3 separate regions of the Zea mays genome follow, and all the other regions are linked to region 2. The links are chromatin contacts, called in public Hi-C maps. All regions are on one chromosome and are shown on one strand. The core of a region is the stretch at or near the end of the contact, and the rest is flanking DNA. Distances in the headings are between cores, read along the strand shown.

Region 1 (3,135 bases), core at 328-2,827, 97 kb after region 2:
CTGAGTTTACATGTGTTCATCCAAGGTTGCAGTCACCTAGATTTAGCCCTTTCTTTGACAATTGCATTGGAGCCATTGATGGCACACATATCCCAGTTGTGGTTCCTACTACCAAAGTAGTTCAACATACTGGAAGACATGGGTACACTTCACAGAATGTCATGGTCGTTTGTGATTTTGATATGAGGTTTACTTTTGTTGTGGCTGGATGGCCAGGATCAGTTCATGACATGAGAGTTTTCAAAGATGCAATTGGAAAATATGGAGATAGGTTTCCACATCCTCCAGAAGGGAAATTCTATCTTGTGGACTCGGGGTATCCAAATCGTATTGGCTATCTTGCTCCATACAAAGGTACAAAATACCATCTTCCTGAATTTCGTCAAGGTCCAATGCCAAGAGGTAGAAAAGAAACTTTTAATTATGCACATTCTTCACTTAGAAATGTAATTGAAAGGTCATTTGGTGTCTTGAAAATGAAATGGAGGACTCTATTAGATCTCCCTAGATATCCTATGGCAAAACAAAGTAGAATAATTATGGGGTGTATGGCACTTCACAATTTCATTAGGGAGAGTTTTTTGGGAGATAAGGATTTTGAGTTGTGTGACCATGATGAAAATTATGTGCCTGAAGTTGGTGAGTCGAGTACACAAGAACAAGAACAAGTAGCAGGTTCAGTACAAGGTGAAGAAGATCGGAATATGAATCAATTTCGTGATTGGATAGCAGATGGCTTGTTCAACAAACTGTAATGTTTTTGTGTGTAATAAATATTACAGAAATGCACTGCTTCTTGTGCTTTGTGCTTTGTCTGTGCTTTCGTGATCGAAATGTTTACTGTATTGTTCACTGTAATAAATATTGCTTTGTACTTTCATGATTGAAATGTTTACTGTAATGTTCACTGTAATAAATATTGCTTTGTGCTTTCATGATCGAAATATTAAAGAAGATCGAAATGGTTACTGTAGTGTATATTGCTTTGTGTATCTGTATCTGCACCAGACGTGTATAGCAGGTGGCTTGAATAGCGCAGAGGCGATTTCAGTATTTGCACCAGGCGTGTATGCATGCAGTAGATAGCAGGTGGCTTGAATAGCGCAGATAGCAGGTGGCTTTGTGTTACAGGCAAGGGTATTTTAGCCTTTTTGTAGTGTTTAGAATCTAATTAGTTCTAGAACCAAACAAATAGAGACTAAAGTTTAGTCTTAGGATTAATTGAAACCAAACATGACCTTAGACAGACCGCAGATATGGCAATATGCTAAGCTTTAACATAGCAGTTTAGACGTGCAACCAAACCCGGAATTTTAGAGAAACCCAAACATCCATTCCGTCTACAGACCCATCCGAATTCAGTGAGGTACTGGGTGGTACTGCACGTGGCTATCCCCGGAGGCCAGGACACTCATCTGCCCTTCCTCTCCCCCGCCCCAGTCGCCGTCGGCATTCAGCCCTCCCTTCCTTGGCTTGGGCCACGTCGCCCCTTCTCCTCCCCACACATCCATACTGAAGCCTCAAAATCCTCCGCCTCACTCCCATCCCATGCCCTCCTCTCAACCCTAGTCCTTCCCCATCCCTTACTCATGGCGCTCTCTTCCCACGCCACCACCGCTGCTGCGGCGGCGGCCGTCGGCACCTTTCCCCAATCCACTCGCTCCTCTTCCCGGCGATTCCCCGCGTCGTCTGTCTCCCCCCGCCCCCCGCCGCCCCCGCGCTCCCTACGCCTCGACCATGCCGTGGCGCCGTCCCTCTCCCCCGCCACCATGCCCGCGCCCGACGGTCTCCTCGCTGCAGCCATCGAACACCTGGAGCGCGAGCCAGCATCCGTCGCAGCCGACGAGGCTCCGCTCGCGGCGCTGTCCCCGCGGGAGCTGCAGCTGGTGCTCGTCTACTTCGCGCAGGAGGGGCGCGACACCTACTGCGCGCTCGAGGTCTTTGACTGGCTCCGGCGCGCCAACCGCGTCGACGGGGAGACCATGGAGCTCATGGCCGCCATCGCCTGCGGCTGGATCGAGCGCCTCGTGGGGGCCGGCGGGGACGTCGCCGACGTTGCTGCGCTGCTCGGGGAGATGGACTGCGTCGGGCTGCGGCCCGGGTTCAGCCTCGTGGAGAAGGCCGTCGCGCTCTACTGGGACCGCGGGGAGAAGGAGCTAGCTGTCGAGTTTGTCAGAGACGTGCTCAGGAGAGGGGGACTCGGAGCCGGCGCGGGAGGGGAGCACAGCTCTGCCAGTGGCGATGGTGAGCGGGGAGGGCCCGTTGGCTACCTCGCCTGGAAGATGATGGTAAAGAGGCCCCATTTCACATTTCCTGCAGTTCTTACCCGTTTTAATTTGATTTTTCCATTGTTTTGTCTCAACCATTAACTTTGTGCGATTACTGGTCCTGATTTACTTCTTGCTACTGCAAAATGACTACTATTGGGTCGTTTTATTAAAAAGTTCTTGTGATTCTGATGTGCTAATGTTCAACTTGATTTCTGCTTGTTGCCCTGTAGTTCTGATTTCTAAACTTGTCGTGTATGTGATGGTACCTTCGAGTAAGTTGTTGCCAGACCACCAGCTGTATTGAGGTGTTAGTATATGACAAGCTTTGTCTCTCACGGTCTCACCCTTTATAAATTAAGGCATGTGTATGTGGCACTTCAAAGTTTAAAGTGATCTTTGTTTGCAGCAGACTACTCATATTGGTGGTTGAACCCTATTAAATCTTTTTAAGATATCATGTGTTCCTAATTGACTCTTTCATGGTAGTTGCCAGCACATGGGTGCTGCTATAATGTAGTCAGCACGTTTCACATATGTAATTGTTTATTTATATGTAACTTAGTTTTATATATCTCTATTAGCTGTATTAAAATTAAAAAATCAACATGTGTATCATCCTATCAAGTATAAACAATGAATTAATTATCTAGCAATTATGCGCCCATGCCTCATTCATTTATCAATTGTTTACTTTGCCCCTATGTCATTTGGCAAAATTCTAAGGATTCCTTCCATTTTATTGCTAAATGCTTCTAGTTGGTCTATATTTGCTATAGGCCAAGCCCTCCCTGTGTTTATCTATGACATCAAGTGCACTAGTTGGTCTATATTTGGTGTACCAAGGACTAGGGTATTTGTTCCATTT
Region 2 (3,252 bases), core at 676-3,175:
GCTAAGACCCGGAAGACGGCGAACTCCGCTCCGCCCGACCCCAGGGCTCGGACTCGGGCTAACACCCGGAAGACGACGGAACTCCGCTTCGCCCGACCCCAGGGCTCGGACTCCGCCCTGGCCTCGGCCGAACGACTTCCGCCTCGCCCGACCCCTTGGCTCGGGCTCGGCCACGGCAACAGAAGGCAGACTCAACCTCGGCTTCGGAGGAACCCCCACGTCGCCCTGCCTAGGGCACAGACCGCCACGTCAACAGGAGGCGCCATCATCATCCTACCCCGAATCGACTCGGGTCACGGAGAACAAGACCGGCGTCTCATCCGACCAGCTCCGCCGGAGGGGCAATGATGGCGCTCCACAAGCTCTATGACGACGGCGGCCCCCAGCTCTCTTACAGAAGCAGGACGACGTCAGCAGGGACTCGACCGCTCCAACAGCTGTCCCTCCGCCAGGCTCCGCCGCACCTTCGACAGCCACGACATCACGCCAGCAGGGTGCCCAGATCTCTCCGGCTGCCACATTGGCATGTACCTAGGGCGCTAGCTCTCCCTCCGCTAGACACGTAGCACTCTGCTACACCCCCCATTGTACACCTGGATCCTCTCCTTACGACTATAAAAGGGAGGACCAGGGCCTTCTCAGAAAAGGTTGGCCGCGCGGGACCGAGGACGGGACAGGCGCTCTCTTGGGGCCGCTCGCTTCCCTCACCCGCGTGGACGCTTGTAACCCCCCTACTGCAAGCGCACCTGACCTGGGCGCGGGACGAACACGAAGGCCGCGGGACTTCCACCTCTCTCACACTCGACTCCGACCACCTCGCCTCTCCCCCCTTCGCGCTCGCCCACGCGCTTGACCCATCTGGGCTGGGGCACGCAGCACACTCACTCGTCGGCTTAGGGACCCCCCTGTCTCGAAACGCTGACAGGGGGTCTTTAGGGATTGTACAACTCAATAAAATAAGAGTATCTTGAGGGGTCTCTAGGAGGCTAAGTGAAAAAAATTCAAAAGTCTGTCTCTACACGATTCTCTATGTATATTGTGTCTTAACTGTATTTATGATATAGGGGCTCAGGGTTGTAATACATAATCTCTTAGCTATATCTTGTATTTAGAAAACCGAACCAAAGGCTCAGGGTTATACATGCCCTCAGGGTTAAGTGAAAAAAGGTAGTCTCTTCACGAAAAGACCATATCTTCACGACTATCTATATATATGTGTCTTAACTGCATTAATGATCTAGGGACGCAATGTTATATCATGCAGTCTCTTACGTGATGTTTGATCTCTTTAGTCACCCTCCTAAATTTTATGGACTAAATTTAGTCCCTAGAAATCCTATTTAGAAGACTTACTTTAGTCACTCTGTTTGATATTTTAGGGACTAAAAGTGACTAAACTAGAATATATTTTAATCACTTTGTTTGGTATTTTAGAGGGAACCAAACAACCTTTTAGCTGTCTCTTGTACCAAAATCCAAGGGCTCATGTACTAAGACCGTCCCCAGTGGAGTTGTAAAATAGAGGACATGAAACTGTAGATAACACCGTTTGACACTAAGGTAAGTTTGAAATAGGGAAGGAAATAGGTGAAGATAGCATAAGGGCGACCTGCCTCAACTTGTGTTGCCAATGGCGACGTGCGCATGGCTTCTTCTCTTCATCTTCTCGGAAGCTTGCTGATGAATCAAACTATGAGGCTAATCAATACTGTCGTGATCCGTTTCCCAAAAATAAAAAAACAAAAAAACTGTCGTGGTCCTACAAAATGAACGCAGTTTGCGGGCCGACTGATTGATTGCGTTGCCGCCTAACTGAACTCTTTTTTATATTGAACTTTAATATTTGTAAAATTGTACATCATGTGGGGTATGCTAGCCTCAAGTAGTCAAGTGGAGACACCATCTCCTGTCCTGCCCCTAGCTGAATTTTGCCGACCTCCAACTGTCCCATTCTCTCACCTCGATCGGTAGCATCTTCGTCAGAATCGACAAACCGTCGCGTTCTCACATTAGATTTTTGCTCAAAAGAGCATCGGTTGGTTTTTCACGGAGAAGACAAGTACGGGAGACGTACGCTGAGCTCGCGGCAAAAAAGCTTTTGCTAGGGCGAAGTTTACTCTGTTTCGGCGACGGACGGGGGCGCGCGGGCTAGGGTTCGTCGCCAATCATGGCATGCATGGAGCGCCCACGCGCAAAATTAAAAGTGACGACGACAAGACGAGACATACTCAAGAGATACCGGGAGGAATTCCAAGTCGTTTTGGTTTTTTTTTTCATGAATCGAACTATTCGAATCTATTTCTTAAATTTGATTAGATGGTGTATAGTGCTTTTCTGAGTCTATGTCTTAAAGTATTCATAGAGTGACTTCAATCCTCTTACTTGTAATTTTTGTATGATTATCTTGATTATAGAGTCTAAATAATGTTCGCTTGGTTTGTCCCTACGACCTGCTAGCTCGCTCATGTAAGCGGTCAACCTAATCTCTGCTACCTTACTCACGTAACATAAGCGGATAAGCCAGAAGTGGCTGCTGACCAACTCACGTAAGCCAGTTTCTAATTCAGGACTCAAAACAGAATACATCCAAATATCTAATTCCTGTCGCGGTGTCACCACCACATCGCCAAAGAACAAGACAAGACTATAAACGCCAGGACACACCGTCGATGATCAGTACGAGTATGGGTATAACATAGGCAAGAGCTAGCTAATTATGTTCGTTTTTTGGTCCATCTAAATGTGTGTTTATAATTATATATATGCACATATTTTAGGACATAGTGAGTATTTGTTTACTAAATCCTGATTGAGTTGGTTTGCATGCAAATCTATTTACGCCTTGCACTCGAGGCAATCATCCCATTCCGACCGAACCTCACTACCAAACTCGGCAAAAAAATAATCGGCAAATATTTTATCGGCAAATGGTTCTTTGCCGAATATTTTTTCGGTTACTCAGCAAAAAAAACACTCGACAAATTAAAAATCACAAAAGCTCCCCAAAAAATAGCAAAACATTTTTTAAATTATAAGAACTCACCAACCCACTACATTACCATACCCATCGCCCTATGATTTTTTTACCATTTTTTGAATTAAATTTACATGTTTTGTTAATGGTGAGATTCGAACACGCAATCTCTCTCACGCATAACCTCCTTTACCACTACACAACTACATCAATTATGTCTATATTACGTTTTCATTCCTCATACAGTGTTAGCCCAAGTGGGATCAAAGGTATGTAAA
Region 3 (3,475 bases), core at 962-3,461, 73 kb before region 2:
CGGTCCTGACAGCCATCAACTGTGACATCGCTTTAAGTGCCCAACATCGTGTGGGTGTTCGACGAGCTACAAGGGCTTATGCTGCTCTCGCGCCCCGACGCCGGGGACATCACGCTTATGCTACTCTCCTATGCCATCGAGGTTGATCCTCCCCCAAATGTTTTGAGGTTTCGTTGATTATTTGATGGAGAATTAAACCTTAGAAAATCACGTTACTTTGGTGTGATGGGGTGGAATCCAACGATAATATATCTGTTCCCGTCAAACTATGTATGAATGACTTTCTTTACATTTTAGAACCATCATTCATAGTTGATTTAATTTACTAATCGCTATATGCTTAATTGAATTAGAGCAATGAAATTCGGTGATTGATTTACTGTGAATTTTTTACATCACCATTGCTCTTTTTGTTGACTTTAACAGAACAAGTCCTGTGGCTATGTAGGAAGGTTTATTTTTCCTAGTATGTTGGGAACATGAGGTCTGAAAGTTTCAGTTGGGTGAGAATATGGATAAATATTTGTAAAGTGAAGGTAGTATTTTCAATCAATTTAAAATAATTGTGACCTTGAATTGATTCATCCTTCTATTATGAACCAACTTTTTTGGTTCATCAATCAAGCAATCTATATTCATTTTTCAGTTATTATATCTATTCTCCAGTTGTTTCATACTTCACTCAATTATAGGTAGCACTTGTCAACATTCAATATTTTTTAATTATGCAGAAATCAATTGACATACCAAGCTTAGAAGATACCTATGATCCATAAAAGGAACATTAAAATGATGATCCCATTACAGAGAACGAGAATATACCTGATCATAGGAGAAGGAAGCATGTAAGACTCAGTAATATCTTACAAAAGAAGGCTGAGAGGCCAAAGTACTTTGAGAATAGAAAGGTTGTCAAGATCTGAAAACAATAAAATATTATAAAAGTGCTCCCTTTGCACAACATTATGAATAAGTACACAAAACATACATATGTTAAAATGGTTAAGGAAAAACGTGGGAATTCAAAATACACCAGTGTCATACAACTTTGTCGCAAATCAGTCAACCGTGTCAAATTCTCAGAAACAGATGATGCCAAAAAGCAATGTTGTAGCACTGCACACGATCACACAAATCCTACTGCATACCATCTTGCCACGAAGGTGATGCATAGAAGATATGTCCCCCTCCCCATTATTTTCTATTAATTATGCATCGATCCTACTGCAGACCATCATTGCCGCCTTTTAAATATGCATATTTGCTATCCATGATATGGATAATAGTAAATTAACCTTAAATGCATTTAATACACACAACAGAACTATTACTTTGATTATGTTATCCTTAAGATCATCGATCTAAAACTTTGAATGTGTCTATATTGCTAATGGTGTTACATTTGTAGACCGAATTGTTCTACTACTGTGGCTAATTGTCTATTTAGATAATTCTATCACCTTTATATGTATCTATATATTTTGCTGCTCCTATGTATTAAAAAACAGTCTTTTAAATAGGTAAACACATCGTGCAAAGCGCAAACAAGTTAAGCTATTTTCAATGATAAGTTTGTAGCACTCTTTGCAACACTGTCATATCATTTGAAAAACTAAAAATAAAACAATGTCTCTTAATACAAAATTACTTCACTATTTTACAGACTAACATATCAATTAAATGATGCAACTCAATGACCAATAGAAAGTAATAAAATATGTGATGATGAAATAAATCATTTTTAATGGAGGTTTCACACGATTTTTAAGACCTTGAAAACAAGTTGGCATAGTTTCATCCTCATAAAACTAATTTTATCTAATGAAATCCAATCCTCTTAATACATGCTATATTATAAAAAATGGTACTCCCTCTGCCGTAAATTAAAATTCGTTTTAAAGAATTAATTGATTCATATAATATTTAATGTATGTGTTTTGTATATATGTCTATATTTATTATCATCTGTTTGAATATAGATATAAAAATCAAGTGCTAAAACAAATATTATTTTGAAACCGAGGAAGTATGTCACAGTGTGCATAAAACTATAAAACCATGACTGAGAATAGCCTTTGTAAAGAAAGGGCGAAAACCAAAGCCAAGCGCACTGCAATTTACACGAACGCCCCTGGCTCGTCGCCTATTTGTATTTTCCGCGCCTCACGCCTCGCGCCTCGTTGCTTCTTATCCTTTATTTTTTTCCCCAACCCGTCGTCGGCTGCCGGCTGCGGCACTCTGGGAGGAAGGCCCCAAGCCCTTGCCGCCGGAGACGAACCGAAACGATGGTGGGCGCCAATGAAGTGGGCGGGCTGGAGTGCGAGCGGAAGCCGCTGGCGGAGGTGGTCGGCGACTGCGTCCAGCGCTGGTTCCAGGACGCGTACAAGGAGGCGCGCAAAGGCGACGTCGCCAACCAAGTGCTTGTAGCGCAGATGTTCTTCTCGGGTTATGGAACCCCCAAGAACGAGTATAAGGTATAGCAATGCACCTCGTTTAAAAATGAATTCTCTTTTGATTCAGGTTACTTGTGCAGTCGTCTGTGCTAGGTAGATGGGGGTTCGATTCAACTTCCTTGTTTAGTTTAATTTATTATAATTTTCTCCTTTTCATAGGGATGATTTTTCTGTTTGGACGATCTTAAGGGACTGCTGGTACTGGGTTTACCTGATTAAGTCGAGATTAAATGGTAGGGGTTTTAATATGTGGACTTGCTTCCTGGATGAGAGAGTTTTGAGTCGTTTCTAAAAAAAAGATTAAGGGACCCCCTGTTTCTTGATTAAACCACAACAGAAACACAGTGTATGGGAACTTTGTTTCTCTTCCTGGCTGAAAAAAACAGTGTATGGTAAAGCTGTTTTTTTGGCAGATCCAACACTAATATTACTAGATCTCATCATAATCTATCCCAGTGATTCAGATCCAGCCTTAAGTCGCTTTGTTTGCGGGTAAGATACTACCATCCAGTGGGTTTCAACAAGCTTTTGTACTTCCAGACTGGTCATCTGCTGCTTTTCTTGGCCTTCTATGCAATCTGCTGACACTGACAATTGTTTCTCAGTTTTGAGCACAACCCGTGGCTTGTTAGTGCTGCATAGGTGTAGCATGCACTTGTGCTTTTTTACTGGGTGAGGAAATTATATGTTTTTTTTTGTTGTTAACTTTATGTTTGTGGTTGCATCCTGTTTGCAATTCCTTGGAGCTTAAGGTTGATTGGCATAAAAGTTGTTCTGACTTGTCTTCTGTTATAATTGACAGCATCGGCCTTTAGGCATTGTTTTGTGGCAGACGTGCTGTTATGCTTGGAAATTAACATTTGTGAATGTTTTATGATCAATAAAGCGGGCTAACCTATTTTCTAAAAAAGTAAAGGTTGTTCTGTTCATTGCTGTTTATTTTGCTACTAACAATAACTGGCTTACATTGCTTCGACTCTCTCTCAACCTGTAGTTCTTTTGGTAGATCTGTTCATTATCTA

Evidence for each region. A called contact is a pair of places that touch in the nucleus more often than the background predicts.
Region 1: a Hi-C map of leaf shows a contact between it and region 2, with 2.0 times the contacts expected there. The contact joins the promoter of LOC100501779 here to the enhancer-like site in region 2. A contact is called at or near these places in 4 of 25 Hi-C or Micro-C datasets (ear and leaf).
Region 3: a Hi-C map of leaf shows a contact between it and region 2, with 4 times the contacts expected there. The contact joins the promoter of LOC100276657 here to the enhancer-like site in region 2. A contact is called at or near these places in 2 of 25 Hi-C or Micro-C datasets (ear and leaf).

Annotation. Positions count from the first base shown.
Region 1 is chr6:152,468,398-152,471,532 of Zm-B73-REFERENCE-NAM-5.0, reverse strand. It overlaps LOC100501779 (Pentatricopeptide repeat-containing protein chloroplastic), which reads left to right and starts at 1,577. Exons shown (of 2, transcript NM_001196439.1): 1 at 1,577-2,288. The coding sequence starts at 1,590.
Region 2 is chr6:152,565,739-152,568,990 of Zm-B73-REFERENCE-NAM-5.0, reverse strand. No RefSeq gene overlaps it. Among protein-coding and RNA genes, the nearest start is that of LOC100281558, 15 kb to the left of the region's middle. Within about 2 kb of position 1,925, at least 13 of the 20 cell types and tissues checked have an H3K27ac peak or open chromatin away from gene starts, as enhancers often do. A contact at or near this core is called in leaf, where this site is marked.
Region 3 is chr6:152,638,479-152,641,953 of Zm-B73-REFERENCE-NAM-5.0, reverse strand. LOC100276657 reads left to right here and starts at 2,211. Exons shown (of 3, transcript NM_001349453.1): 1 at 2,211-2,474. The coding sequence starts at 2,286.